2 separate regions of the Danio rerio genome follow, and region 1 is linked to region 2. Evidence: chromatin contacts called from public HiCAR-type data. All regions are on one chromosome and are shown on one strand. The core of a region is the stretch at or near the end of the contact, and the rest is flanking DNA. Distances in the headings are between cores, read along the strand shown.

What was found. HiCAR-type assays count read pairs that join an accessible place to other places.
Region 1: a HiCAR-type map of caudal fin shows a contact between it and region 2, with 5 times the contacts expected there. The contact joins the promoter of foxf2b here to the promoter of si:dkey-25e12.3 in region 2. A contact is called at or near these places in 6 of 18 Hi-C or Micro-C datasets (caudal fin, embryo, hematopoietic stem cells and 1 more) and 1 of 4 datasets of contacts at active chromatin or transcription factors (caudal fin).

The regions. Positions count from the first base shown.
Region 1 is chr20:29,404,683-29,408,070 of GRCz12tu, reverse strand. foxf2b (forkhead box F2b) reads right to left here and starts at 2,021. Exons shown (of 2, transcript XM_003200706.7): 1 at 683-2,021. The coding sequence starts at 1,796. The region is part of intron 4 of LOC137488655 (a long non-coding RNA gene); the gene reads left to right.
Region 2 is chr20:29,264,598-29,268,354 of GRCz12tu, reverse strand. It overlaps si:dkey-25e12.3, which reads left to right and starts at 1,833. Exons shown (of 5, transcript NM_001025555.2): 1 at 1,833-2,427. The coding sequence starts at 2,305.

The DNA.
Region 1 (3,388 bases), core at 772-3,271, 140 kb before region 2:
TTAACTAAAAGAAAAGAATAATTTTTTTCGATATATTTATGAAGTGCATAAACTGTGTCTTAGGGTTTAATTGGTAATAGTTAATTGGGTTAAATTTGTGTATAGAAATCTTGTAAACTTACAACGATTCTTGGAGCAGCAGTAATAATAGTATTCACAAAGATAGAAACAACAATAATATTTACAACAAATAAAATAATGAAAATAATTATTGTTAGTATAGGCTAATTTATTTAATAAACTTATTTGTTTATCTTGCTACCAATTAAAAAAGCAAACAATGAATCGTGGCCTATACATTGAAAATTTAGCAATTACAAAGAAATATACAACATCCTATATGAATTTAGCTTTTGAATATATTTTTTTCCTTTTGTCGCAGAGATCATTAAGATTTATTCAACATTATTAATTCAAAAACATTTATACAATAATATATTTGATATATTCAACCAAATAATAAATTCGCTGTTATTCTTAAGTCAAAGAACTTAGATTTTCTGACAGTTTTATATTTGTCCTTTATTTAGCTATGTATTTGTAATTTGTTACAGGTAGCCTATTGGCATCGCATTTAATAAAATAGACACTTAAATTTTCAATATAATATTAGAAATAATGTAAAATTGTGGCTTGAATGAATCAAAGAATATGTGTACGAGATTTGCTTAATTATAGCTACCTGACATGTCTGCGTTGTCTCTCGCGCTTTGCTGAATATAACCCTGCTCCAGAGAGTAAGTGAATATGCCGGGATGCTGGCCTGTCGGCTGTGAATTGCTTGTAATGGTATTCGCCTGTTTTAGGTATGAAGAGTTTGAAGAAGCCCACAGTGCTGTGCTCTCTGAATACGGCGAGTGGCCTTCAAGGGCGCCTGCCACTGCAGGGGAAGACGGGACTGGGCTGGTGTTGCTCTCCACGGCATAGTCTCCGTTCCCGGGCATTGGGCAGCTAGACATATAGCCGTGTCTAGAGCTTGGGGACATGTGGCCGTGGTGACCACTGCTTATTGATTCATATCCACTGCCGGACAGGTCCAAGTTATAGCCACTGCTATGGCACGCAAGTGCACCGGTAGGCGATTGATAGTCGAAGCTCTGAGGTAAAATGGCGGAACCGAACCCTAGGCCGTTCATCATTCTGTACATTGGTTTCATAGCCTGACATTTTCTCCTAAATCCTCGGGGTCTTCGCCGAAATGACCCTTCCTCGAACATAAATTCGCTTGTTGGGTCTATGGTCCAGTAGTGTCCTTTACCCGGTCGCCCAAGACCTTTTGGTAGTTTTATAAAGCACTCGTTCAGAGACAAGTTGTGCCGAACAGAGTTCTTCCAGCCCTGATAAGAGCCTCGGAAAAACGGGAAGCGTGTTTGTAAAAACTGGTAAATCTCACTAAGTGTCAGTCTTTTGGTTGGTGCGCTCTGAATTGCCATCACAATGAGAGCAATGTAGGAGTAGGGCGGTTTCTCCGGGCGTCGCAGACCTGAGTTGGTCTTTTTACTCTTTGACACTGCGCTATGCTCCTCCAAGTTACCTGTCGAGTTCATCAGTCCTGGATGCAGCGCGGTGGTCGCTGGACTGGTCCTTGTCGGGGGCGTCGACCCCAGGGGTCCGTGAGAGCTTTCAGTCGTCATCGGTCCAGCTGTGACGTACGAAAACAGCCCGTTGTCTGAAGAAAAAGGTAAAGCAAACCCTAGAGGATCGATCGACAACCAATAACGACTTTTAAGAAAAAACAACTGAGGATAAACGCCTCGCTTCAGCTGAAAACCTGTAATAATACAAGCATCACGCATCCGACATAAATGTGACCGTCTTCTGTACGGCGTGGAGTGGTGTGGCAAATAAAAAGCCTGCTGTTTGTGCGAAAAAATATCCAAGCAACATGCGTATTCGTGGTCGTTATCACCGTTTTCAGTTTCACAGTTTCGTGCTAATCCTGGCGGCTGTAATCCCTTTTTGAGAACGAAATGGAAAGACTGAGTTCGTGCAGCTCCTCAACTAAACAAAACTCGACAGCCAATCACTCAATAACTCTCTCCGGCTTTCTCTCTTCTAATCGCTCCTCCTTTCCCGCCTCACCCACCCCCTTAACCCCACAGACCCCTGCAAACTCAAATTTTTCTTTCTCTCAGAGCCTCATGCGCACTGTCCACCAAAATCAACTAACCCTATATCTATCACTATGCGTCAACAAACATCGCGTCTCTCATCATTACCATCATCCCTCTGGCTTAACCCTACTTTGTTTATAAAATATGATTTGGTCATTTCGCCTAAATAGTCAGTGTTGCGCGCTTTATGAGAATAAACTAGAATTAAATGTACTTTAATAAAGATTGCCTCATAGCTTATCAAATGGGTTTAAGGCTATTACCAATGTTTTCTTTGTGAAAAATCGCTTTTACAGGTCGAATTTTAACAGGATGTATTTCTCTAATGACCTTGGATGGCTGTCAATACGAACAAAAACTCAATGAGCGTGAGAGGCCTTAATAAACCTAGCAGGACTAAAATAAATAAATCATGCCATCAAATGAGGGAGACAGTGATCAGCGAGAGGCGAGTGAGAGAAAGTCAGAGACAAGGGAAAGAGGGGGGAATGACTTTGGCTCGAGTGGAAGCAGGCTGTCTCCGTCAAGAGGTTTGGATACCACACACAGCGCTCCAGTATCAACTTACGGGCCCGGGGCTGCTGCACATCCCTCGAGTCCATCGTTCATTAGCAAAAGAAAAAGCCAATTAGCCATTTGGACGTCGACAGCTTCCGCCAACAAAGAAGGGTCACTGCAGTCTTCATAGACCATCAGTATAAGTATTCATATTTATTAATGCAAACATCTAAATTATATTTCTTGTAGTTGTCATGCATATTAACGTATTTTAAAAACTGAATGTCACAGATTAACGCATCGCACTCGGTGACCTGTCAGATGAATGTGTATAATATGTTTAATTGATCATCAAAACGATTATCTGATAATGAACATTTTTATCCGTATTGTTTGATTCACACTTATTGGGTCTATTTACAGTTAGCTTTTTTATTATGGCACAGGATATGTTTTCTCTCGCGTTCTCTTTCCCCTCCCTTTTTAATCACCCAACTCTTTTAAGTGTTCTTGTAAACAAATCGAATCAACAATCCCCTAGTTTTAGCTTACCATGAGGATGTGGATTAAAAACATGTTCCCGCGCTATTTAAGCAGTATTTTGCCGGGTTTCCTCCGCCCGCTGTGCGCCTGACCCCCGCCGAGTCCCGGATACCCGCGGCTGCTCAAGAGGAAACCGAGCTCTGCGCAAGACTTTGAACACAGGCCATCGTCATGAGTGTTTGTGCGTAAGAACTGATGTACACTCACTGATCTATTTTCATTACAGTCCTAAT
Region 2 (3,757 bases), core at 584-3,083:
AATCTGATTTGATTTTTGTTGATTACAGATGAGAGACCAGTAGTGATTAATCATATCACATGCTTCTCTCGAAATTAGTTTGTAATCTTTACTTAGTTTAAGCTAAATATAACCAATATGCTCTTGTGACCTGCTAATATCTTTATGTCATTGCTTTACTTGGAGGGGCACGTTATCAATAACTCATTATCATTAACTCATTCTTAACTTCTTATGGACTTAAACTGTTCATTTTGATGTAGATAGAACACGTTTCGATTATTTCTAATGTCAGATGTGCAGAAGTGTTACATTTACACATGGGAGTTCATGAAAGAATGAGTTAATGATAATGCCTTAAATCATCATTAGATCTCAATGATGTTTAATGTACATATTAATTACATTATTCAGTTACAGCTATAATAATGTGTTGGCAGAAAAACAAATTCTATGGAAGTCAATGGTTACAGGTTTCCAACATTTTTCAAAATATCTTCTTTTTGTGTTGCAGCAGAAAGAAGTTAAAACATTTGAACTAAGTATAGGACGAGTAAATGCTGATGACTAGTTAATGCATTTAATTATCAGTTTCTGGCTTATTTTTGGTCACGCAATATGTTGTTGTTGTTCATCTGATGTTTTATTTCCCAATGTAAAGACCTGCCAAAGGTTTAATAATTGCTTATAGCATATATTAAACACTGAAATTTAACAGGGTGTCTGAACATTATTACAAGATTGTGAACATTTGACACAATCAGAATAATAACCATTACAAAACTGTAACCTTAATGTGAATCGTGTTAGTGTGTTTTTATAATGTCTGGTCTGAACTATCAAGTGTTATTGCTGTTGTTTAGAATTTTTTCTGCATCAAAAAGTTTCAGACTGATGGAGTCTAGTCAGTAAGGCTGATCTGTGTCTGTTTGTAACCAGCAGAGGGCAGTGACAAATAATTTTTCGATGAGAAAAATCAACGAACACCAAATGAGTAAACAATAAAACTTTAATATTATTTTATATCTGAACGTTAGCGTAGGCTACCAGATTTTTTGAAAATCTAGATTAGTGACAGTGGCAGACTATGATTTGATGGGTTCGTTTCTGATATAATGGAGTCATGTGTTCATAATGGGCTTTATTAATTTTTTAATAAAGCTATCACAAAAAGTAACACTTAAAAGTGTGTGTGTGTGTGTGTGCGCGTGCGTGCGTGCGTGCGTGCGTGTGTGTGTGTGTGTGTGTGTGTGTGTGTGTGTATAAAATATATATTTTTATTGTTCTTAGTAATCAGAAAAGCATGCATACACACGTGTCATAAATAAATAGAATCATCAGTATTTAATATTTTTTTTTCATTACATTTTATTTTTGGTTTAAAAACACGACAATATTTTAAAACCTAATAATGATGGAATTAATATAGTTTGACATTTTTACAGATTTGCAGTGATAGACATTTATGAAAAATGTGTAATGTTGTATTGGGTAATTTGAAGTTCATAAAACTATTAAATGTTTTATTTACACATTTATATAACATGGAATGTTCTAAAAAATAAATATCAAAATACATAATTTGCTTTGAACAAAAGAAATTATACCAACATATTGAAAAAAATATATTTCAATATTTAATACTTCATATATCGGTTATTCAAAGACATCATAGTCAAATTTCACTTTTAGATGCAAGTTCCTTTTATTAAACACCCTTTAGATTGTCTTTAAATAAATTATAAATTATTATACTTATAAAACTTATTAATAAAAGTATATTTAAAAATATTGAAAGCTACAGCTGGTGTGACATCATCAGGTCACATGACCATCAAATGACAGTTGTGAATATTTCAAAAGAAATACAAAGTAGGCTGCAATATTCGCACAATGTAACTATTTTAGTGTCCGCTAATAACGCCTGCTCCTGTGAGTTCAAATGAATACTGCAATGTGAGTAAGTGTGTGACGGTTTTAGTGAGAAAGACTATTAAGCCTTGTCTCGCCTTGTCACTCCGTTAATTCTCACCTATTACATTGTATTTTCATGTTAGACGCCTTTTTTCGTGTCAAGCTTTTTTACGACAGTCTCTGGATTTGCTCAAACCGAAAGTGTCAGGACGCACAGTGCTAAAACCGTAAGCAAAATTTATGAAGTTTTATACACGCGGCTAACGTAATACTGTAACGTACTGTATCACCGAGACTCTGTCATAAAACTGATGAGCTCATAGGATTTAAATGGAGGAACACGGAAGAGCGGTTGACACAATTTACTGGAAACTTAAGAGGCGGTTTCGGTTTGCCGGACATTGAGCCAGAATGTGTGATAACAGCTGTTTCTGTGAAAACAAGCAGGATACCATAGACGAAAGCCTGGACAAAACGTGTATCTTCTGTACCATCGCGAAGGGCGATGATCGATACACTGAGATACTCGCAGAGGTACGTTAAGTTGCTCTTATCTCCATTTTTTCTTTCACTTCCATGAATTGGCAGATTCACTCCTCTTTCTAAAGCTAATGTTTTATATAATTTTACATGTTTATAGTCTTCTTTACGAAGAGGAAGTTTTAGTTGTTGTCACTCTAAATTGAAAAATTAAGCCGTCATAATAAACATTAAAAGGGCTGGTCCAGTTATCAAATGCTTCGAGATCTATTCACTGGGGCGGTAACATGACAGAGGACAAATAGTTGTAGAGATTTTTGCTCTTATATTGTAATCAGATGTTTATATGTTGTTTTGTCCAAACCTATATACATTTATAAATATCAAATTAAAAATAAGTTAAAGCTGACGTAGATTCTGACCTCATCCGCGTGACAGGGGCGGGGGAACCCCGAAAACTTACCCACGGAGTGGAAAGATAGATACGTGTCGTGTGTGTGCACACAATATATCCTGTAAATGATGTAGTCCTATCCTGCTGTAATGCTACTAGTAAATATTTTTAATTTTCCATTAAATACTCCAATCGTACGTATTAATTAGCTAAACCAGTATTTAGATACTAGTAAAGTGATAATAGCAGAGTGCTTATTCATTAGATAGTCCTATAGTACTTGGTTCATTAGTCATTATTTTGTTGATAGCAACAAGCCCCAAGAAGCCATGAATTACATTGAATTGAATTTATAACAGGTAATGGTTGTTGTTAGGCACAGGGTGAAACAGATAGTCTGTTTGCTGCTTAGCTGCTACTATCTATTTAATAGACAATAGCACACATATATAGGCTAGATGGATAGTACTTATTTAAAATGTCAATAGTAAGAATTTATTTTTAAAAGTAATGTTTTTAGTTGATCTCTACTGTGGCTACTAGTAAAAGTTACAACAGTTTATTAGGTCTAATAAATAAGTAGTACCTATGAATAGCTTAAGATTTAAGATGTAATGATTAAGTAATAATAACCATCATTTAATGAATGTTTACAGGGAATATTTTAAAAAGATAGTAGTCACTTGGAATAATTATTAGCTAGAAATAAATATGTGATATTAAAAACAGTCTCTGTTGGAATTCATACTATAGTCAATACTTCATTTTTATGTCACTTACAGATTCCTGTATAAGTCAATGGGAGGAAAAGACAGATTTTTAGCCATCACTGAGTGTAATATTTACTTAAGTACATTTGTGCAGATATATTTTAATTAGTTTTTATATTAATTTAAATAATTATAATAATTTATTTGATTCATCTACAAAACAGTGATAGTTTATATTATATTTGTTTACCAATTGGATTTGCATTGTAAACCCTAAAAA